Linked DNA regions of Sus scrofa: regions 1, 2 and 3 are each linked to region 4. A link is a contact called in public Hi-C data. All regions are on one chromosome and are shown on one strand. The core of a region is the stretch at or near the end of the contact, and the rest is flanking DNA. Distances in the headings are between cores, read along the strand shown. Region 1 holds the start of PAH (phenylalanine-4-hydroxylase). Region 2 has its middle 7.4 kb from the start of ASCL1. Region 3 overlaps LOC110260782 (a long non-coding RNA gene). Region 4 overlaps LOC106510398 (a long non-coding RNA gene).

The links. A called contact is a pair of places that touch in the nucleus more often than the background predicts.
Region 1: a Hi-C map of liver shows a contact between it and region 4, with 7 times the contacts expected there. The contact joins the promoter of PAH here to the enhancer-like site in region 4. A contact is called at or near these places in 1 of 5 promoter capture datasets (liver) and 13 of 47 Hi-C or Micro-C datasets (alveolar macrophages, embryonic fibroblasts, fetal liver and 7 more).
Region 2: a contact with region 4 is called in a Hi-C map of liver, with 12 times the contacts expected there. The contact joins two enhancer-like sites. A contact is called at or near these places in 1 of 5 promoter capture datasets (liver), 27 of 47 Hi-C or Micro-C datasets (alveolar macrophages, brain, embryonic fibroblasts and 15 more) and 1 of 2 datasets of contacts at active chromatin or transcription factors (skeletal muscle).
Region 3: a Hi-C map of liver shows a contact between it and region 4, with 7 times the contacts expected there. The contact joins two enhancer-like sites. A contact is called at or near these places in 1 of 5 promoter capture datasets (liver) and 6 of 47 Hi-C or Micro-C datasets (brain, liver and skeletal muscle).

What each region holds. Positions count from the first base shown.
Region 1 is chr5:81,382,531-81,388,469 of Sscrofa11.1, forward strand. PAH (phenylalanine-4-hydroxylase) reads left to right here and starts at 2,871. Exons shown (of 15, transcript XM_021092656.1): 1 at 2,871-3,131. The coding sequence starts at 3,072.
Region 2 is chr5:81,365,014-81,370,518 of Sscrofa11.1, forward strand. No RefSeq gene overlaps it. Among named protein-coding and RNA genes, the nearest start is that of ASCL1, 7.4 kb to the left of the region's middle. Within about 2 kb of position 2,433, at least 4 of the 83 cell types and tissues checked have an H3K27ac peak or open chromatin away from gene starts, as enhancers often do. A contact at or near this core is called in liver, where this site is marked.
Region 3 is chr5:81,195,340-81,201,294 of Sscrofa11.1, forward strand. LOC110260782 (a long non-coding RNA gene) reads left to right here. Exons shown (of 4, transcript XR_002344190.1): 3 at 2,703-2,790. Among named protein-coding and RNA genes, the nearest start is that of ASCL1, 160 kb to the right of the region's middle. Within about 2 kb of position 1,447, at least 1 of the 83 cell types and tissues checked has an H3K27ac peak or open chromatin away from gene starts, as enhancers often do. A contact at or near this core is called in liver, where this site is marked.
Region 4 is chr5:80,906,508-80,912,044 of Sscrofa11.1, forward strand. LOC106510398 (a long non-coding RNA gene) reads right to left here. Exons shown (of 4, transcript XR_001308844.2): 3 at 5,117-5,190. Among named protein-coding and RNA genes, the nearest start is that of STAB2, 46 kb to the left of the region's middle. Within about 2 kb of position 2,679, at least 3 of the 83 cell types and tissues checked have an H3K27ac peak or open chromatin away from gene starts, as enhancers often do. A contact at or near this core is called in liver, where this site is marked.

The sequences.
Region 1 (5,939 bases), core at 1,621-4,120, 480 kb after region 4:
CCTACAGTGATTGGGAAATATTCAATTTCCAAATCAGTGAAGGTCAGCTCTAAGTTTACCTGGTACACAAGGGCACATCTTGCGACACGGTGCCCATCTCTTCCCAGCCATTCTCAGTATCTCAGTGGTCTACCGGCGGCTGAATTCTTGGATGTTCCTTCCACACCAATTTTCTCAGGACCTGGCACCACCCTTGTTCATAAACATAATGCATTGCATTCCATCTCAATTAAAATGATAGTTTAAAAATCATCTACAAAAATCACCCTGAGTTTTTGTTATTGCATGGATAAATTTTCCCTTTTTGCCAGAATAATGTTTTAAAGAAGCTGTGAAGTGTTTTTCTCTGAAGTTGCAGACAACTAATTGCACTCTCCTCCCAACACAGACCCGCGGCATTTGTATGTGAAAAAAAATGAAGAATTCAATTTTGAGTGGATGTGAAGAGACAACAGAAGTGCTATTGTTTGGTTGTCCTAACAGTCACTGTTGTTGTTCTTTTCGAAAGGGAAGGAAGAGGGAGTGCCCATCATGGCCCAGTGGTTAACAAACCCGACTAGTATCCATGAAGACACAGGTTCAGTCCCTGGCCGCGCTCAATGGGTTAAGGATCCTGCATGGCTGTCAGCTGTGGTGTGGGTTGCAGATGTGGCAGCTCAGATCCTGTGTTGCTGTGGCTGTGGCGTAGGCCAGCTCAGATTCAACCCCTAGCCTGGGACCCTCCATATGCCACAGGTGTGGCCCTAAAAAGACAAAAGACCAAAAAAAGGCGGGGGGAGGAAGCGTATTTAAGAGCCAGTGCCTTGGAACTGGGTGAAATGCAGTTTGACTTTGAACTGCTTATCTAAACTTTCTGAGCCTCAGTTTCCTTATAAAGTAGGAATACATAGTTCAAGGTTTTAAGGGGAAGAAATGAAATCATGCATGTGGACAGCTTGGCAGTGTCTAACACACAGGGTACACGGCACATGTAAGTAAGTTGCTGTTATGGCTTGCTTTTATTCATTGCATGCGTTGACTGCATGCCTGTTACACAGCAGTAGAACAGGTGCCGTCACATTCATTGCTCCCCTTGGTATGCCAGAGCAGCAAGAGATGAAGGGAAGTTTGTAAGGCAATCCTGGGGTGGAGGAAAACTCTGCATTTCATGTCTACCACGCTAGAAAAACACGAGTCAGATAAAGGATACAGATTCTCCTGAGGGTGGAAGACAAGGCCTTGCCCTGCCGTGCTCAACAGCAGCAATCTCCTAACTTACCATAGGTGCTACAAAGCACACACCCAAGGACTCCTTTTAGACAGGAATTATGCTTATGTCTGTACTCTTAGCAGCCAGAGAAAACCTGGTACTTCATATGGGCTCAAAGAATCCTAAACAACAACCCCTAAAACCCCATTTTATTTATTTATTTATTTATTTATTTATTTATTTATTTATTTTTAATACCTTTTTTTTTTGTCTTTTTGCCTTTTTAGGGCCACACACGCAGCATAGGAGGTTCCCAGGCTAGAGGTCCAATTGGAGCTGTAGCCACCAGCCTGTGCCACAGCCAGAGCAATGCCAGATCCGAGCCGTGTCTGCAACCTAACCACAGCTCACAGCAACGCTGGATCCTTAACCCTCTGAGCAAGGCCAGGGATTGAACCCGAAACCTCATGGTTCCTAATCGGATTCATTTCCACTGTGTCTCTACGGAACTCCTAAAACCCCATTTTAAAGGCAAAGAAACTGAGACATGGACGTGACCAAAATTAATCAGTGGTGGAATGAGGAGTTAATCAGTTTGTTTTGAATCCCAAATCTGAGCTTGTTTTTTTTTGTTTTGTTTTGTTTTGTTTTTTCTCTTTTTTGGCAGGTTCTTGGTCATTCCGTCAAAGAATCATGGGAGGGGAGGAGGTGGATTTCTAGCAAGCTCTATTACTGGCTTGTTATCTCTCAACCTGGTACCCTCACCTGGCTAAATATTAGGCAGGAACTCAAAGTCCTGATGCCTCTGATTTTTTCACATCCTTTCTGAACTTTTGACTTTACAGTGTTCTTTTCTGTTTTGTTCTTCCTGCTGGATGCCTTATCTGTTTCTGGATCTGAAGAATGAGGGTGAATGACACCTTCCTGTCCACTGGCCCATCCCCTGTTTTATATTCTTCAGAAGGGTTAGCAGTGCCTAAACTTATTTGTTGATTTTTCTGTCTCCCTCCCAGAATGGCAGCAATGATGCAGGCGCCCTCCACTTCATCCACTGCTGTATCCCCAGTGCCTAAAATACCACTCGGCACCTCAATAAGCATTTCTTGTTGCCACTTCTAAGCAGGATCTTCTAGTTATTGAGTATTCAACTACATGGCAAGAACTGTACTCCGTGTTAAATGCATGACCTCATTTCTTTGTCTTATCCACATTCTTAACACATCCTGCCAAGGTAGCTCTCCCATCCCCTTTTGGGTGCTTCTGGCAGGGACATAAACAGCTTGGGGACATGTGGCTGCACGGCAGCCCAGGTGGTGCCTTTGCTCCTGAGCAGCTGTGCTGTCACCTCTATGCAGTTTTCTGAAGTCAAAGAAAAGCAGTTCGCTTTGTGGTTAATAAAAACGGCAACCCACCCCCCACCTCCCCAATCCCAATTGAGATCCTGACTCTGATTCTTAGACTTGTTACCATCAGGCTGCAGCAGGTTTACTTCAGTTGCAGAGACCCCGTGCCCGGACTTCGGAGTCCTCAACGTGCCAAACCTGTCTAAGGGCCAGGGCACAGGTGGCCCTGCGCTGGCTCTCGCTGGCTTTCCTCCACCCCAGGCGGGCAGCCAAGTCAGGCCTCTGCGCCGCGCCCTCCAGGCCCCTCCCTCTCCCCCTCCCCCTGGGGGCGGTCTGGGTTCCGGCGACCTTAAGCCCCCAGCGTCAGGACACGGTGCCCTCGGGGCGTTCCTGCGGCGGCTAGGAGGGCTGGAGACACCTCGGAACCTCTCTTCTCCCCTCTAAAGGCCGGCTTGGAAACCTCAGCCCCGCGTGCTGTTTACAGACGTGCCTGCGACGGCCGCCCCAGAGCTAGAGGCTGCCCTCAGCTGGGAGCCAGCATGTCAGCGGCGGTCCTGGAGAACGGAGGCGGGGGCCGCAAACTCAGCGACTGGGGACAGGTGAGCCGGGGTGTGCCTGCGCTGAGCAGGGAGGGGCGCTTGGCCCCCGAGGAGAGAGGGCTGAGGAATGTCGGTGTTTCTTACTCCCTTAAACAAGCCACCGAGTCTGAATTCGTTTGAAGATGATGAGAGCGGCCAGGAGGTCGATAGATTACACGTGTGCTCCACAGAGGTTTCCCATTGGCAGGCCCTCTGTCCTGGTTGGCGTTCAGGGAAAGAGTATTGCTAAGGACGTGGGGATCTGGTTCCCAGAGCTGCCACAGATGTGCTGTGTATCTTTGGACAAGGCACCGTCTCTGTTGTCTTTTTCTTCTCTGCAAGGGCCCTTAAGGATCTGGACTGGGAGTTCGGGTCCGTCCAGAACTGCTCTTCTGTCATGTTTATACGTGTGCTGAGCCAGGTATCAAAATGGCAAAATTGTGAGAAATTATCTTTTTTTTCACCCTTGGGAGAAAATAAGAAGAGGTCTCAGACTAACTCAGACCTGGGGAAGGAGAAAATTAAACGGAAAAATGCGCAAAAGTTAGTAGATGCAAACTATAGCTTTTGGAGTAGATAAGCAATGAGGTCCTGCTGTGTAGCACTGGGAACTATATCCAATCACTTGTGATGGAGCGCGATGGAAGATATGAATGAGAAAAAGAATGTGTGTGTGTGTGTAACTGGGTCACTTTGCTGTACAGCAGACATTGACAGAACACTGTAAATCAACTATAATAAAAAAAGCTCTGAAAAAACCCTTATGTATGCAATAAATAAATAAATAAGAAACAACCACAAAGAAGAGTTAGTCTTGGGCTTGGCATGTAAAGAACCCTAAATGGGGCAGGAATAATGTCTAGAGTGTATTCCATTCTCTGGTATTTGTCGCCCTTCCCTGGAGGTGAACAGTTGCAATATACATTCTTTAATTGACCAATCACACTCCCAGATTCTTGGGTGCAGCCTTAAAGTCCAGCTCTGGGAGGTAACAGGAACCTACAGATTTCTGTCACCTGTAGGATTAGTGAGAACAATTTGAAGAACAGGGAGGCTGGAGGGGAGAGGATGCTTGATGTTTTACTAGAGACGGCAGAACTTTGGACTAACTCTTTTTTTGGAGTCCCAAGAGAAAGGCTTCCTTTGAAAATGGTATGTACTGCTTGGGAGCAAGAAAACTTCACGTTGAGGAGGGCATCAGACAGATCCAGAAGAGATCCCAGCTGTGCCATCATTTAACCTCTGTGCTGCTGGCCGTAGGCACCCCCGCACCCCAACTCACCCCTCGGAGGTTAGGGCTAGTGATCTGGTTGGGGAGCCCTGAGAAATGAAGGCACTTGCTATGTGCCAGGCACAGTAGAGTTTCTGCCTTAGTGAAACGTACATTCTTGTGAAAGAGACAGACCATGAAAAATGAACCAAACAAACATGTAATTTCATGTAGAGATAAGTGTTTTAAGGAAAAATAGAACAGAAGAAGAAGGGAACTCATAAATCCCAGTTCTGAATGGCGCAAAGCCAGTGTTCAGACTCAGATCTAATTCCAACACCCTGTGCGTTCCTCTACCACACTGCTTGCTCCTGTAGATAAATTCTGTAATATAAAGGCCTAGTGTGCCCATGGCAGGATGTCTACACCTTGTTTTAGGGTGTCTTACACTGTAGATGTGTGTATGTATAATCATACAGGTAAATACACACCTCCTCCCATGACCCCCAAAGCACTAAGAGGTAAAGTCAGTGCCCTGGACTATCCTTGCGGATGAGAATTGCTTGTGATTGTGAAAGCTGCTCTCTCCCAGAGATAACCGAAGGTGTTTGTTAGACACAACCACAGAGAACGTGCTTCTCTTGCTAAATGTACTGCTCAGTGTTCAGAAGTCTTTCCTTCCCGGTTGCGAGTGAAGTGCTTTTCCTCCTGCCCTCTTTCTTCTTATGCAGTTTCTGAGCTGCTTTTCTCTACCGTTACCCATCTCGGGTGTACATGTGTTTCTAAGTCAACTCCTATGTCTGTTAGAAGCCAATAAGGTATAGATTATGAGCCAATAGAAACATATTCCAGAAGAGCTTTGCCCAAGATCCCATGCTGATCCACGTAACGTTAGAATCAGAATCCATCCCAGGCCACACTCTTCCACAAAATTCCAAGCTTCCTTTCATTTCAAGTCCCTCAAGCTTTGAAAAGGGGGGACTGGGAGGCAAATTAAGGATTTTGGAGTTGTTGGACCGGGGTTCACATGCAGCCTCTGCAACTCATTAGCTGGATGTCTTCAGAAAAGCCACTTAATCTTGCTGAGTCTGTTACCTCATTTACAAAATAACAGCATCCACCTTATGGGGACAGCTGTGAGGTTGGTTAATTGTAAAAAGTACCAAATATTGGTTCGGTGGCTCAGCAGTTAATGAACCTGAGTAGCATCCATGAGGACAGGGGTTCAATCCCTCGCTCAATGGGTTGGGTTAGGATCTAGTGTTGCCATGAACTGTGGTATAGGTTGCAAACATGGCTTGGATCTGGCATTGCTGTGGCTGTGACACAGGGTGGCTGCTACAGCTCCATTGGGACCCCTAGCCTGGGAACCTCCATATGCTGTGGATGTAGCCCTAAAAAGACAAAAAAGACAAAAAAAAAAAAAAAAGTACCATGTATGGTGCCTGGCATATAGTGGGTACTCAGTCAATGGCAGGTCCTATTTCAATACTATGAACAGTAAAGAGTAATGCCTTATGATGTGGTAAATGTGAATTTTCAGACATTTGAGAAAAGTCCGAATTTTTAAAAATAGCCTATATATTTATTGGTGATTTCAAAATCTTCCACGCCAAAGA
Region 2 (5,505 bases), core at 1,183-3,682, 460 kb after region 4:
TCCTCAGTCCCAGCAGCCAGGCCTGCACCTGCATTAAGGAATCCAGGCTTCAAACCAATCTATTTGCTTTTTCAATACGCTTTACAAAGGCGGGGGGTGGGGTGGGGTGGGGTGGGGGGAGCTGGAAAAACAAAACAAAACAAAAAAGCACAAACTATTATTTTCTTGTGGCTTTTTGGTTAGGGAGGGGAGGGGAGGGAGAGGGGGAGGGGGTCATTTGCAGCCACCCTCACAAAATCCTTTTGAAGTTCTTCAAATAAGGAGAAGTAACTGCTGCTAAGTCTTTATTTTTTCTAAAGCCCCATTTACATTATGATTAAATACCTTCCTCGGGGCAGCATAAAGAAAGTCGTTAATCTATATAGCGCTCCAAAGAACCAATACATTCTAAACTTCTGTAGGATTTGTTACACCCTATTTTGTTACAGTAGGCCAGCTCCTCTCCGTCTAGGCACAGGGCTCTCCTTCCCCCCCCCCTTCCCCACCTCCTCCAAGAAAGGAAATAAAGTAAAGGTCTTTCAGGGTAAACAAAACCAGCTGATTCTTCACAGAGAACCTATGAATAGCTGGAGAAGAAAAAAAAAAAACTTACAATAAATGGCGCATTTTTTTCTCTGCTGGGTATAGTATTCAAGGCTCAGGGCAGTATTCAAACAGAGGTCCATTTTTTGCTCAGCAAGAGAGTTTAGAAAAGGAGCGTGGGGTCCATTCAGCGCTTTCCCCCTTCACAGTCGCTGGGTTCTATGAAACCTATCTTCCATGCCTTGTCGGAGTGTTTCTGGGGACCAATTAGTGCTTTGTCGCAAGGCTTCTTTGCTGAATCTTTGAGCAGCAAGAGAAAGCGCTCTCGACTCTCCCCTTATTTTGACCATTTCAGTCATTACTCGGTGTAATAATTAATATGACAACTGGACGCTCCAGTTTGTATAGAAACACCTCAGCTACAGGAGCCAGCGTGCAGTGGGTGGTAACGAGCTGCACATCAGCCCGAGAAGCCACACACACAACAAAAGGAATGAATGGCCAGAGAGAAAGAGAAGGAATAAAGATAAAATAGTTGGCACAACGCAGAGGAACATAAAACAGACGCGAATGGAGAGAGGGAGGGGGAAGGGGGCACAATTAGAGGGGAGGGAAAAAAAAAAAAAACACCCTACAGAGGTTAACTTATTTTGAAACTGTTTTCTGAATAGGATCACGGTTGTGAGGGGCCGGCTGTCAGCCCAGCGCCCCGTTCTCCCCCAACTTTCTGAACTCTTTTCAAACTCCGCGGGGAGTGGGGCGTTGGGAGGCGAGGGTAGGGAGGAGAGTTGGAAGAAGGACTCCCACAACCTTTGGAGTCTCCCCCAGGTCCTTCTAAAAGGTGCACCCGACCAGACACACCACCCAGCCCAAGTTCCCAGCTCCTTGTTCATCTTGCATTTTTGCAAAAATCCTGTGCCCCGTGGCTCCACCTTCGGTAGGCTAGAGAGAGGATCGGACAGGAGAGTAGACGAGAGCTGAGGGCCCCACCACCTCCCTGCGGGTGAGTTTTGGGGAGAGGACGTTTCTGATGCACCCCAAGGACGCTGCAACGCGGCCTCGTGGAGCAGCGCCCCGCGGGGCCCTGGCGCGGAAGGTGCGTCCTCGGGAGCGCACAGCCTGACTGCGCGCTGCGTCCGGGTGCCCAAGTCCGCCCCGGGGTGGCGACCCGCTCCGTGACGGCATAATAAATAATTAGAGGGTTTAAGCGCGTTAGCCACAGCTCATGCTAATGAGCCAGATAAGGGCTCTCTCTAACCCGAAGTGACAGTTTGCATATAGCGGGGAAGGGGGGAAAAAAGCCCGGTTTATTTTTTCCCTAACTTGGCTGCTGCTTCTCAAATTCAGGCATCTCCAGGCCCCCGTTCCCCGGATTCCCGCTCCTCACATCCCCCCACCTTCCACCCCACACACAGCACACACGCACTCCACCCGCTTTGACCCTTCCTCTGTCTTCACCCCTCCCGGCCGCTGGGTGACATCGCAAAATCCGCGGGTGCCTGCGTCTGACCTGCCGGGCAAGTTCACTCCCAGTGCGAGCCGGCCAGTCTCAGCGCCCAGCGGAGACGGTTCGTGTGTCTTTCTTTACAAAGGATGGAACGCACCATGGCTCCATTCCTCGGGAAAGGACTTTGAGACTCGGGGTCAGAGGTCCCTGAGAGTTCCCGGGGCCCAGCACGCCCCTGGGTGCCTTCTGCGCTCAACCGGCGGGCGAGGGGCGCTACCTGCTGGGGCGAGGAACTCAGGCGCCCGGGGCCCTGGAGCTGGAGCTCCTGAAACGCTCCCGCTGCCTCCAGAAAACAGGGGCAGTTTGCCGAAGTGACTGAGGTCAGTCGTGTGTCCCCATTGTGTGGCCACGTGTCCTGTGTCCATCATCACCTCCCCGAAGTCCGAGCTCAGCCCGACTCCTTGCGGCGCGGCCCGGGAATGCTCTGGCCTGTAAATCAGCCGGCGGCTGCTAGCCGTCTGCACTTCTGCGTGGACCTGGCCGCTGGCTGCGCCCGCCGCCGAGGGGAAAGTTTGCTCTGCACCAGGTTAGCAAGGAAGCAACCGCTGCCGGGGTCCAGAGTCTACCTGGGAAACTGGGAACGTCGTGGTTAGTCCGTAAACCCTTTCCTCCACCACTTTCCCTAGACCTAGTATTTGCTCTCTTTGAGGGGAGGAAGGGGAGGGAGAGGGTGATTTCTGATGTAGGGTTATTTATTGGTGGGGAACCTTAAATAAACAGCAACAAAACCCACAATTAAATGAATTAGTACTTGCAAAATGCTGAGAACAGTGCCAGGCACTCACTGCATGTAACAAACACTGTATATGGGTTTGTTAAATAAACCTAAGCATCCTGAAATACATCACAGGAGGTATGTGCTATTATCTAAGATGTTAGAAAATACTACTTCGATCCTCCAAAATGATCCAGGTTGATATGCTCACTGATTCATCAAATAACTACTGAACATAATCAGAGAGAAATAGAACAGTTTGCCTTCAATGAGCTTCTAGTTTAGTAAACACAAAAGGACGGGTATAGGACAAGAAGCTCTTAAATTAAAACACAGTAAAAAAAAAAAAAAACCAACCAACCAAACAAACCCCAAAACCAAAAAACAGGAGTTCCCGTTATGGCTCAGCAGTTACAAACCCAATTAGCATCCATGAGGATTTGGGTTCGATCCCTGGCTCCACTCAGTGGATTAAGGATCCCACCTTGCAGCGAGCTGTGGTGTAGGTTGCAGATGCTGTTTGGATCTTCAGTTGCTGTGGCATAGGCCGCAGCTGCAGCTCTGATTCAACCCCTAGCCTGGGAACTTCCATATGCTGTGGGTGTGGGCCTAAAATGCAAACAAACAAACAAACAAACAAAACCCAAAACAAACCCCCCCACCCCGACAATGGAGAATCCTTTTCCCTCATGCTCCGTTAGTGTGGACTCCCACGCTCCCTTATCTAAAGAAATATACAATCTAGGTAAAAAAGTGGACTTACTGATGCCAACACATCCAGCCCCTCTTCCTCTAGCAGATGGTCCACCCCCAGCTTCTCCCGTGTGACAGTTCATGAGCGGACACTAGTGAAGTAAACACACACGTACACCTTTAACTCCTATAGTGTAAAGTGCAGTGAAAAGGCGAGCCATTTGCAGTCATGACAGACTTCAGGTTCTGGAACTTCCTTGTTCTGTGCCTTTGGGAAAATTGCTCACTCTCTTCTAAGACTATTGTCCATCTACAAAATGAGAGAACTAAATAAAATGCCTTCCCTTCAGTTCTGACTACACCGGCAACATAGGCATGTCCACAGGACTCCCTGTTGGCCAGGGCTTCCCTCTTTGACCAAACATCTTTTGCAGATCTTTACTGCAAGAGCCTTTGGCAGGTACATGACCTCACTCACAGCTTCATGTTGGAGACCAGTCCATCTAGTGCCAGGATTATGGCTCCTAGTAGCCGGAAGACTGAATGATGGGGTCAGCATAACTGCAGCCCTGGGGACCAGAGTAAGAGATGGGCAACTGGCTCATCGGGATTCACATACAGAAAGAAGAAACTCACCACTCTGGCTATAGGCGGCTTTGCTTGGGAAGCAGGTTCCTCCTTGACTGCCTGAGCAGGTTTTGATCTGGGATTTGGGGTCCAGGGAAGCTTCAAGTCCCTCCTGGATGGGTTGTGTGAGTCGCTTGCCACCTGCTGGCCATTTCTTGAACTACAGAAAGGATTGAGTGAAAATCTTGCATTGCAATCCATTCATTACAAGTTGATACCGCTAGTTCTACCTCATACAATTCAGTTCAACCACACAGAGCACCACTGCTGTCTGGATCACATCCACACAATACCCCCATTAGAAATAAATGAGGTGCCTGTTAATGTTTAGGTTATGAAGCTTCATCCCAGACCCACCAAGTCCTAATCTGGCCAGTTGGCCTTTTTAAGAAGCTTTGGAATAGTCCTTTTGTACTAACTAGCATTCTAGATGTATTCCAGGTGATAAGACACTGCCTACATTTTTTCAGAGCTATGGAGAATTAATCTCTGCTGATAAAGAAGTTACCCTGGTCCCATAAGTATATTTTATTTGGGTAAAGAGGGGTCCTACTGATTTCTGAAGGGGGTGGAGAGGACTGTTAAATTCTTTCAGAGACAGTCTTTGATGCTGGCCCTGAAGAATTGTGAGAAATTTGTAATGGGAAGAAAAGGGCCATGAGAACAACCTACTCAGCACAGAGCCTCTTGCTTCCTTGACTTTTGAGACTCCAGCAATTTAACCTCCACTCCCCTTTGGCTTGCCCCTTTTGAGGCTACATCTTGAGTCTTGTCTGCACCCAGAACAGCTCCACCTTGGATCTAAGCTTTCCATCCTCCCCCCAACTCCTCTGCTGCGCCTCTCTGCAACCTCCTTTCCTAAGCTCTGTTTCTTCCCACTCTTCCTTTTGGTCCCTAGTCTGAGAGCTTTTAATCTAGAAGAAGGAGACAGAATAGTGACAACAAGACAATAAGAGAGATGATTAGTTTAGTCATGGAAGAAAGGTCAAGATGCTCTCTGAGCCAAGGAGGGGTGCCCATTCCCAACAGGAGGGCATGCGTCAGAGAAGGCTTTTGGGTTGACCAATTGAAAACCAACCCTTACTTAGAAGCCTCACTGTTGCGAGCTTCCCCTGGCTTTGACCTTGGATTTTTCCCAGACTGAATCTTACGCTAATCTGCTTGGATTTGATGTCATTGCTCTGTTGACCAGTAGCTGAGCCTACTCTGTCCCCAAAGTGTCAACGCCTGAGTGACACTGGTGTCCTGCCTCTGAGGCGTCTGACTTGGATCCTGCCCTCCCTGCGGCTTGCTGCCATGGCTATTACTCAGTAGGATGGTGGTAAATGTTTAACGACCCACTGACTTTGCCCCTGATTTGTAGTGCATGCTGATTTTCATGGTGTTTGCCATATTTCCACTATGGTAGATTTCAAGCTACCGGTGTGATCATGAAGGTGAG
Region 3 (5,955 bases), core at 197-2,696, 290 kb after region 4:
GCTGTAGCTGCCGGCCTCCCCCACAGCCACAGCAACGCGGGATCCGAGCCGTGTCTGCGACCTACACCACAGCTCACGGCAACGCCAGATCCTTAACCCACTGAGCGAGGCCAGGGATCAAACCCGCAACCTCATAGTTCCTAATCGGATTTGTTAACCACTGTGTCACGACGGGAACTCCAGGAGACCTCAATTCTTAAGGTATCCAAACATCAGGGCACATTGTGTCAGAAGCTGATGTGCTGTGGCTTGATTTTCTAGGGACCAGGCCTCTGTATTTGTGTCCCTCCTGGGAGTCATCATTCTGTCCTGAAGCAGCGTGTGAATGTCTGTCTCCCACTTGCCTTCGCTTAAAGGCTATAGTGGAGGCAGGTGCTATCCCGATAGAGGCTTACTCTGTACCTCTGTATGTTCAGGGCACATTCCCATTGTCTGTTGAAGGATGAACTAAAATGGAACAAGGGACAAGAGGAGGGAGAATTTTTATACTGTTGGCCTCAAGCAGAGCTTCCACCGAACCTCAGCTGCTCTTAAAAATTAGGCCTGCTTCCATATGACATGTAAGTGATGAATAGTATTTACTCATTGTGGCATCATTTTCCAATGCAGATGGTGCCTTAGAGTCTATGACACCTAAGTCCTGAGAGAGTTACACGGAATATTCCCATGTGGTTATCAGACTGGACTTGGTTTTAGGGGAGATTGAGAGCACAGATTCTGGCTTCAAATCTTGTTTGTGCCGTAACTGGCTTCACAATCTTAGTCTTGCTGTACACCTTTCTTTGCTTCAGTCTCCTCCTCACAAAACAGGGGTGATCACAATACCATAAAAAGGTAGTTATAAGAGACCAGTGACACATGCAAAGCCATAGGAGAGGTCCAGAGTTGTGAATTGGGGCTCATTAGTTGCTAAGCATTTACTGGCTGCCAGACACTCTGCTAACCCTTTGTATGTGGCATTATTATCTCATTTACAGGATAAACCTAAGATATAGTTGTTATTTTCTCTCTTTTAAAGATGTGAAACTGAGGCTTGGTGAGACTAAGCAAATCTCCCAAGGTCATAGGTATAGGAAGAAGAAGTCACAGAATTAGGTTATGAATGTGGGAAGTCTGACACATGTGCTTAGCCACTTATTATACCATGTGTATTTGAAAATTGGTTCCTGGTCTCCAAGAGTGAGTGCATCAGCCAATAGGGAAGAAAAGAGAGAAATAATTAGCTAGTATTTCCACGAGGTGGTAGTGAATGAGGGTGGTAGGGTAACACATGGTATGGCAGGGAAGAAGCTCAGAAGTGGACGTGCCACGGTGGTTGATGTAGGTTACAGGACATCAGGCATCTGGCATGTGGAGTGGTGGTTAGCAAGGTAAGTGATTTCACCGATCGGTGTCCAGCATGCTGATCTAAGGTGGTCATGTGCCCTAGTTATCCTGGCTACTTCATCCTGCCAGGAGTCTCAGTATGTACTTATTAACTGTCTGACTTAATCATCTACTTGGCTTGGGTCATAGTGTCTGGTACTTTGCCAGGGATCAACAGTGAAAGGATATTCCAGGGCAGAGTCACCTGATAAACACCACCCCTTTATCATTATCACACATCCAATGAAACTTGAAGAGTTGTGCAATTACCTATTAGATGTATCCCTCTTCTCATGATCCATGTTAGGGGATTGAAAGTGGACTGGGAGTAGGAATACTTCCATTTTTTTTCCTCTTAGAGTCTGAAAGTCAGTGGATTCTTGAAATTCATTCCACTCTCTTTGCAGTCCAGGCCACATAAACTCCTGGAGCTTTAATCTTGCTGTGGTGAAGATGGGCACCTGCTTTTTAGGGCATGTATTTTTTAAAACTTCCAGCTCTCCAATTCTTGGCGAGGATGAGCTTTGCAATATTGAACTGCATTTTCATTGTGGTCTGTTAGAAGTGATGCCGAATAGTGAGCTTGTACATAAATGGACTTTATCTTTGCAATTTATGTGTAATTTGGGATCAAGGTGACTTTGAGCCTTGCCCCACCAATTTTATAAATACAAAGGAGACCACAGGCAGACCATTTATAGAGAATATATGAAGAAGAAAATATTTATGACACTTGTTAAAAGAAGATAAAGAAGACTTTATTGAAGGGGAGCTACTTACTGTAATAAAGTTTTGTGATCAGGGGAGAGATTGGGTTTAACTCCAAATACAACAAGGAAAATTTATAGCGAAGGAGCATGGTGGGGGAAGTGTTGGTAGATGAAAAATTACTAAGAGGATACACCAGGAGTAAAGGAGGATTCTGGTTAACCTGACCTAACAAGATTCATACTAAATACAGGCCAGGGTGATCAGATATCACCTGGGAGGTGGTGGAGGATAAGGAACTTGATCAGATATTGAAGGTGATGACACATCGATGGTGGGGATTAAACTGATTTAGGATTCTTTTTAGAACTGGACACTGCAGAGAAGGACATGGGATTCCAGTAAAGGAGCCAGTCAAAAAGAGGACCTAGGCCATCCAATGTTATTGCAAATGGCAAGATTTCATTCTTTTTATGGCTGAGTAATAGTCCACTACATATATATATACACACACACACTTTTCTTTATCTGTTCACCTGTCAAATGACATTTAGGTTGTTTCCATATCTTGGCTATTGTAAATAATGCTGATGTGAACATTGGGGTGTGTATATCTTTTCAAATTCTAGGTGTGGAATTGCTGCATTCTGTGGTATGGAGAACCCTCCATACTGTTCTCTACAGTAGGCTGCACCAACTCACATTCCCACGAACAAGGTAAGAGGGCCCCTTTTCTCTGCATCCTTGCCATCATTTGTTATTTGTGCTCATTTTGATGAAAGCCCTTCTGCCAGGTGTGAGTTGATAGCTCGATGTGGTTTTGATTTGCGTTTCCCTGATGATTAACAATGTTGAGCATCTTTTCATGTGCCTGCTGGCCATCTGCATTTCCTCTTGGGAGAAATGTCTATTCAGGTCTTCCACTCATTTTTCAATCTGGTTGTTTGCTTATTTGATGCTGAGTTATATGAGCTGTTTGTGTATTTTGGATATTAACCCCTTGTTTATCATAGCATTGCAAATATTTTCTCCCATTCAGTAGGTTGTCTTTTCATTTTGTTGCTGGTTTTCTTTGCTGTACAAAGACTTTTAAGTTTAACTAGGTCCTACTTGTTTATTTTTGCTTTTCTTCCCTTTACCATAGGAGATATAGTTCAAAGAATATTGCTACAATTTATGTCAGAGTGTTCTGCCTATGTTTTCTTCTAGGAGTTTTATGGTGTATGGTATTACATTTAGTTCTTTAACATTTTGAGTTTATTTCTATGTATGGAGCTAGGGAATTATCTCATTTCATTCTTCTACATGTAGCTATCTAGTTTTCCCAGTGCCATTTATTAAAGAGACTCTCTTTTCTCCATTGTATACTCTTTCCTCCTTTGTCATAAATTAATTGACCATAAATATGTGGGTTTGTTTCTGGGCTCTTTATCCTGTTCCATTGATCTATGTGTTTGTTTTTATGCCAGTACTATGCTGTTTTGGTTACTGTAACTTTATAGTATAGTCTGAAGTCAGGGAATGTGATTCTTCCCATTCTGGTCTTCTTTCTCTAGATTGTTTTGGCTATTCAGGGTCCATTGTATTTCCATACACATTTTAAGATTTGGAGGTTATTATGCTGAGTGAAATAAGTCAGACAAAGACAACTACTTTATGATATCACTTATATATAGACTCTAAGAAATACAACAAACTAATGAAAATAATAAAAAAGAAACTCAGAGAACAATCCAGTGGTTACCAGTGGGGAGAAGGTAATAGAGGGGTAGGGGAATAAGAGGTACAAACTATTATATATATAATAAGCTACAATGATATTTGACACAGGAATATGTGACCCAATATTTTATAATAACTGTAAATGTTGGCGTATAAACTTTAAAATTGAGTTATGCAGATGTAACTATAGCTATCCAGGTATAACTGTAATTTATACCTGTAATTTATGTAATATTATATATCAACTATACTTCAATATAAAAAATAGAAAGCTCAGAAGAGCCTGACCAAAGTTTGGTCAGGGAGAGAATTTTTCCATTCTACAGAATATGGTATGATCTGCCATTTCATTTTTTGAATAAAACAGGTTAGACATTCTCCTGCCATATTAGATATTTCTCTTTACCTTGGAACTGAGAGTAAAGTATGCATGTAGGAGGTGTTCTGGATTGCCTATTAGAGAAAAACCTCTCCATGGTATATATTGTGCTTGCATTTTGAACATCCACAAAACAGTAATTACCATTTTTACATGCTCCTGATTTGTCAAATAGTAACTAGAAGACTTTCATACATACACTTGTGAGTTCCATTCAACTACTCCAAGGGAATATGTGCAGCAACCATCAGTAAAAAACAATATGGATGTCATATTGATCCATTTAGAATTCACCACAGACATCCCCTAAAACTATTAAACCCAGAAAAGATCTGCTAACATTCATTACAATACCACAACCAACCCCACCCCTCATAATCTGTGAACCAAGCCATCACTTGGTGAGATCTTACAGCACTTCCTCATCACTAGTCACTGAATTTTATTAATAGCTTTAAATACTGATAGAAGAGAATAACTTGAAAATAAATTAGGTGTGCCTTCTTGTTTTGAGATGGAAAAAAGAATCACATTTTGATAAACTTTGTTTATAACATTGTGTTCAAATATATTAAAGTATGTGAAGATTGTTCTTAACCAGCAGATGGATTTGGGAGAGAGTGTTGATTACTGCTTGGGAGTCCATCTCGGAAACAGACTCTAGGTTTGAGTCCTGGTTCTGTCACCTATTAGCTGTGTGACCTGTTGTGTGTTCTGAGCAAGATACTTAGCCCTTCTGCCTCCATTTTCTCATCTATAAAGTGGGGGTGTTAATGTAACTATTTAATTGGTTGCTTAGAGAATTATATTGCCTAGCACATGTAAAATACTTAGACTAGTACTTGGCACGTGGCTCTCAGGTTAACCTCTAATCTTGTTCTTTCAGCAGTTTGGTTTCCACTGATGGGTCCTTTCATTTTTACTTGCAATTCCTACTTCTGACGTGCAATAACTATGAATGTAGGCACAGTTGACATGAGATTCAAAGTCAGGCTCTTGCTTGTGCAATCTTTGGCAAGGCACTCAATTTCTTTTCCTTCATCTATGAAATGGGAATAAAAATAATTACCTTATAAGATCATTATGGTAATGAAATTAGGTAATGTGAATAAGGCACTAGACACAACACCTAAAACACAGGAAATGCTCAATAAGTGGCAACTATAGTCTTTATGAGCCCATATAGGCAGCGTTGTTTCAAGGCATGGATGATGATCTGAGAATCTGGAGAGCCAGCCTCCTGTCTGGGTTCATAATCTCGTTGATATGGGGTAAGTGGATCCAATGCCTTGCCGCTCACATAGAGGAGTTTCCCTGGCGGTTCACTGGGCTAAGGATCCAACGTTGCCACTGCTACAATGAGGATGTGATCACTGGCTTGAGAACTTCTAAATGTTGTGGGCCCAGCCAAAAATAACTAAGTAAATAAACAAAATGTACATAGAAGGTTCTCCTTTACTCAAATCCATCAGCTCTTCTCATTTGCTGCCCAAATTTGTGAACATTTAGAATAGGCACCAAAAGAGTGCAAAGAAAGGATCCTTAGAGTGCTCCTGCAGTAAACTGAGCAGGCAGAACATGATAAGAAAAACTGAGCAGGAAACCAAAGTGGAAGAGGAGCCATGACAGTAATCAGAAGGCAGAGAACATAAGGAACGTGCTGCCCGCCTCTGACAGCCTTCTCTTGGCTCAGGAAAGAATCACAGGAAGAGGGCTTCTAAGAGGAAAGGGAACACTTATTTAATGGAAGGTTGGGATGTTAAAAAAAAAAAAAATCACAA
Region 4 (5,537 bases), core at 1,429-3,928:
AAAATGAAAGTTACTACATAGGGAGAAAAGGTTCAATTTATGAGAATATGAAAACTCTAAAGATACATTTACCTAGCAGCATATCCTCAAAATGAATAAAACCAAAATTAACTACAAAAAAAAGGACAAATCTAACAGTATACAAGGGAGGTTTTAATATGCCTTTCTCCATAGATCAAGTAGAACTATTAATAATAATATGGAGTAGAAAAGTGAAAAGAATATACATAATGTCATGTTTAATGAGTATAAAAGAGAAAAATAAAGTTTCAGATTATGTTTAGCATGTCACCTTTTTATAAAAGTTAGGAAAAATTAATCTTACAATTTTTAGGAATATACATGCATGTCTTAAGAGTATATTTAAGAAGTAAAGATATGGAGTACCCTGGTGGCTCAGTGGGTTCAGAAACTGGCATTGTCAGTTCTGTGGCTCTGGTTGCAGCTGTGGCACAGCTTCCATCCCTGGCCTGGGAACTTCTGCATGCTGCAGCTATTGGCCCCCCCCCCCCCCCCCCCCCTGGTCAAAAAAACGTAAAGATGTGATGAAGACAAGCTTCGGTATGTGATCATTTCAGATGGGGAAAGGCATGGGAGCAGAACTGGAAGCATGCGGGTAAATGTAGCTTGTTAATGTTCTAATTCACATATTGGATGGTGAGCAGATAGGTGATTTTTCCTTATTAAAGGAATAAATAAATAAGAACCAAGGATCATGTAAATCAAATTCTGTGCAACCAGGTATCTATATCTGCATCTGTGTATGGTGTCTGGAGATGGACTGCGTACGTTAAAATGCTGGCTCTGCACTCATTTTCTCCGTCTTAGTTCCAGCCTTTGGAACATGGGTATAATAATTATACGTATACATCATGCGAACATTAAATGAGCTAATACACTTGAAGTCCTTAGATCGGTCTTTGAAGTGTATTAGGGGATCAGTAAAAGCTGGCCGTTTTATTATTGCTGCTTTTGAGAGAGAAAAGACCCTTAGGATGTCCTGCTCTTCTTTTCACTTTGATTTATTTGTGTTCATCCTTGTTTCTTTCTCCTCCAAGATGAGTAAGGAAAGATTCCTTCACCTCTTAAGGCCCACGGTTTCACTCCAACTCTGAATCCCATCCTCATCTCCACTAGCTCCGTACCTGGTTCCATAAACTGTCCTGTCCTCTCTTGCTTCTCCCATCTGTTGGTGTCAGTGAGGTTTGGGCCAGGGAAGTAGAAACCACTGTGGGTATTTCAAGAGTGAGGGTATATTACAGGGAATTGGAACCATTGGAGGGTCTGGGTGTGGAGGTGGGTGAAGGTCAGGAAAGCCATTTCTAGCTTTCAGGGAAATGGAATATCCACACTGTACTTGCCATCTGTCCCATTTGGTAAGTGAACTCTACCCCGCTTTCAGGGCTTGGCTGCTGAGTCCCTATTCCTGGGACTAAAATGTTAGCCTGCCCCCATCTCCTAAATTCTGGCAGAAGACACAGACTCCTGGGTCAAAGACAAAGGAAGGCTTATTACAGAAAAAGCAGCTGCCAGAGTATCATCTTTTTTTTTTTTTGGACCATGCCCATGGAATGCAGAGCTTCCCAGGCCAGAGATTGAACCTGTACCACAGCTGTAAGCAGAGCCACAGCAGTGACAGTGCCAGATCTTTAACCCATTGAGCCAGAAGGAAAATCCTATCAAATTTCCTTTTACTGGTTGCCTGAGTTCAGTTTCCACAGGGTGAGGTAGTGATGGCTGGGTGACACTTGTTGTGCAGTGGGCTGTATTGCAGAGATGGAACCCTGGATTTAGATAATCTGAACCTCTCGTAATGGGTTGTAAGTAAACCCCATGGAGAGGCTTTATGTTTATTTTACTGGACTTTAAAAAATCTTGCCCTTTCTCTGAAAGGAAATACTATTTCTATCTTTCAAGACTATTTCCTCTGCAAACATTCTTCTCTTTATTTTATTTTTTTTTATTTTTTTTTTTTGTCTTTTTGTCTTTTCTAGGGCCACTCCCGCGGCATATGGAGGTTCCCAGGCTAGGGGTCGAATCAGAGCTGCAGCCGCGGCCTACACCAGAGCCACAGCAGTGTGGGATCTGAGCTGCATCTGCCACTACACCACATCTCATGGCAATGCAGGATCCTTGACCCACTGAGCAAGGCCTGGATCGAACCCGAAACCTCATAGTTCCTGGTTGGATTCGTTAACCACTGAGCCATGACGGGAACTCCATCTTCTCTTTATTTTATCTTTGCCCCTCCCCCCCTTTTTCTTTCTTTTTTGGCCACAGTGAGCAGCAACTTGATATGGGATCTCAGTTCCCAGGCCAGGGATTGAACCCAGGGCACAGTGGTAAAAGTGCCAAGTCTTATCCAAAAGACCACCAGGGAACTCCCATCTGCAGACGTTCTTGAAAAGATAGTCTGAGCCAAAGGACAGTTAATGATTCTGTTTATAAGACGTGGAATTTCAGAGATTCATGGAGAATTTGTCTCATACTGCTTATTACAGATTGTCATAATTTGTTGTTTATCTCATTTTCTCTAATTGTATTAGAAATTTCTTGAGGATGGAGTGAAGTTTCCCTTGCTTTATCCCTAGGACAGTGACTGGTGCCTATTAGATGGGAAGTAAATGTTTGCGGAAGGGGTGAATGAACGAATGAACCCCCTCACGTGTACTTGTGACACAAAGTTGGGATTGATGCTCTGTGCCCAGCTCTTCTTATCCAAGGCTAGAGCAGTATCTGGGAAGCAGGGCTGGGGCCTCTCCTCATGCATCACAGATTCTCTGGGTCATGCTTGAGCAAGTATTTGGGAGTGTTATTGTGGGACTAGGAGGAAGATGTGATTATGAGGCATCCCATCAGTCTCCTTGTCCTTTCCCCTCTTCCAGAGCATGTAAGTTGGATGTACAGAACCTCAGGATAATCGCTGTGATGTTTATTTGAAATCTCACTCTATCTAGGCGAGTGACTGGCAGGTATTTCTGCCACAAGAAGAATCTGTAAACTTCAAAGAATATTGATAAAACAGTAACATCCACCAGTATGTAAGCTCCATGAGAATATTTTTAGAGATAATAGTTCCTTCATAGATTTTGTTGATTGAATTAGAGCATTAAATTTGTGGAGCACTTACTGTATCCCCAGGCATGGGACTAGGCATGGGGCTAATCACTTAATATACTTCATTTAATTTGCACAGTAATCCTTTGAAGTAGATATTAGCCCCATTTAGCTGACAAGGAAACTGAGGCTGAGAGAAATTAAGACTTGCCCATGGCCACACTGTCGGCTAGTGTTCAGATCTAAGCATGACTCCACACAAAGCATGTCTCTGTCCATAGAGTACCAGTGTTGGAGGCTTATCATTTATTGAGAAGGAGGGCAGTGGAACATTAACCTAGAATGTCTAAGTGAATCATTACCTGATCCCATGACATGAGAATTTGTAGCTGAGTTTGAACAAGATCAAATTGCTGATTTTTGAACCTTTTTGCCCCTACAGAAAGGTCACTTTCATATATTTCTACGTCAACGATGTGCTGTAAACATCTCAGTGTTGTTTTCAAAAAGTAGCTTCAGAAACATTCAATATTCCGAGTACATGATATACACGATATACTTGGCTCCCCAGACCATGCCTGGCACCCCAGTTTCACTACTTACCTAGACCCTGAGGTCATCCAGGGGACCTTTTCATAGAAAGTAGAGACCAGGGAAAGGATGTTTCTCAAGTAAGACCCAGGAGGACCAAAAAGCCCAGTGGAAAAGAACCACCTTAAAGGTGACAGCTGCTGCTGAAAACACTGAGCGAGTGAACTGCAGACTAGCTGAACTGTCTTCTGGGCTATGACAAATACTGAGCTTTATACTGTCGGAATGTATGCCTGGCTGGACATCTTAAGGGACAATTTGAGAAAACTCAAGTGTCCCCAAATGAATTTGCTGATTTCAGCAAGGATCAATCTCCATAGTATTCAGCAAGCATGGTGATTACTGAGTTAGAAGACATAAGCAGCCTCGTTGCTCAGAGTTAATATCCGAGGCTAAATATCCATTTACATCATTAGTGTCATGAACCGCAGCCAGAGAATATTCAGGAGCTCACTCTGTTGGCGAGTCAGTCTGAAAGGAATTGCCTCTTGTCAAGGACTGAGCTGAAGGCTGGGCTGCTGTGTGATTGGCATCGGTTCTAGTCCTGCCAGCAGACACACATGTCCCGGTTGCCCACATGGTCTGCGCTTCACCTTGCCTGTGGGGCAGGAGTGGTTTGATGTGACCTCTTTGAAGACTCAATGAGTCTTAAGAGCAGGCTGGCAAGCCTGCAACCGGGACAGGGGTTGCCCTCCTTTTCCTGCAGTTGGTCACATAGTTAGTAGGTCACACATACTAGTGGTAATTTAATAAGCATATCTGTCAAACGACAGAAGACAGCGTTTGATTCTGCTGTGGAGGTCAAAGATCTGAAAGTCTAAATTTCTGTGTCATTGTGTCAGGAGTTCGGGGAGAATTAAATAAAACAGCCATTTCCCTTTCTTAGGAAATTTTCTCTTATTAAGAACAACTATATACCCCCCATTTTGTCTATATCTATCTATATAGTTATATATATTGGCTATACATAGTCTATATATACAACTCTAGACAACACAGTTTATGGTGTAAAATACAAAGTAACTGTAGAAAAAAAATTAAAATTCTCACTATTCACTGACAACCGCAACGGACATTTTGGTACATGTTTCTTTTCTTCTTTTTAAGGGCTGCACTCGCAGCATATGGAAGTTCCCAGGCTAAGGGTTGAATTGGAGCTACACCTGCTGGCCTACACCACAGCCATAGCAACTCAGGATCTGGGCTGTGTCTGCGGCCTCCACCACAGCGCACAGCAACTCTGGATCCCCAACCCACTGAGCTAGGCTAGGGATCGCATCTGCATCCTCATGGATACTAGTCGGGTTCATTTTCACTGCACCACAACAGGAACTCCCACGTATTTCTAAACTAGATATAAATGCATTCATAAAGCAAATTGGCATCATACTATATACACTTCTGGTGTCAGTCTTTTTCCTACTTCATGTGTTGTAAACATTTTATTGTCTAGATAGTCATCTCTTACCTTTTCTGTGTGTGGCTGTTTGGTATCCATGATGCACAGCGGTGGGAAAATTGACAGGGCTCTTCATATATAAGCTGTAGTGGAAAGACATAGGTTTAAACCTTAACTCTTTGAGGGCCTTAATTTCCTCAACCATAAAATGGGAGTACTAACACTTGCCTGGCTGCCTTGAAGTGTTGCCATGAGAGTTAAGTGAGTTTCTGTGAAACCTAGAACAGGATATGCTGGTAAAGGCTGTGTGTTTATGAGACGTGTGGGTAACACTTCACAGATAGGCCATAACACTGGAGTCTGTCTTAATCATTAGGTCTTTAAAAAAAGAAAAATAACCCAACCAAACCTCAGAACGCAAGTTAGGTCAAAATATTAATCCCACAGTTTATCCTTAAGTTAAAATACAACTTTTAAAGAACGGCATGTT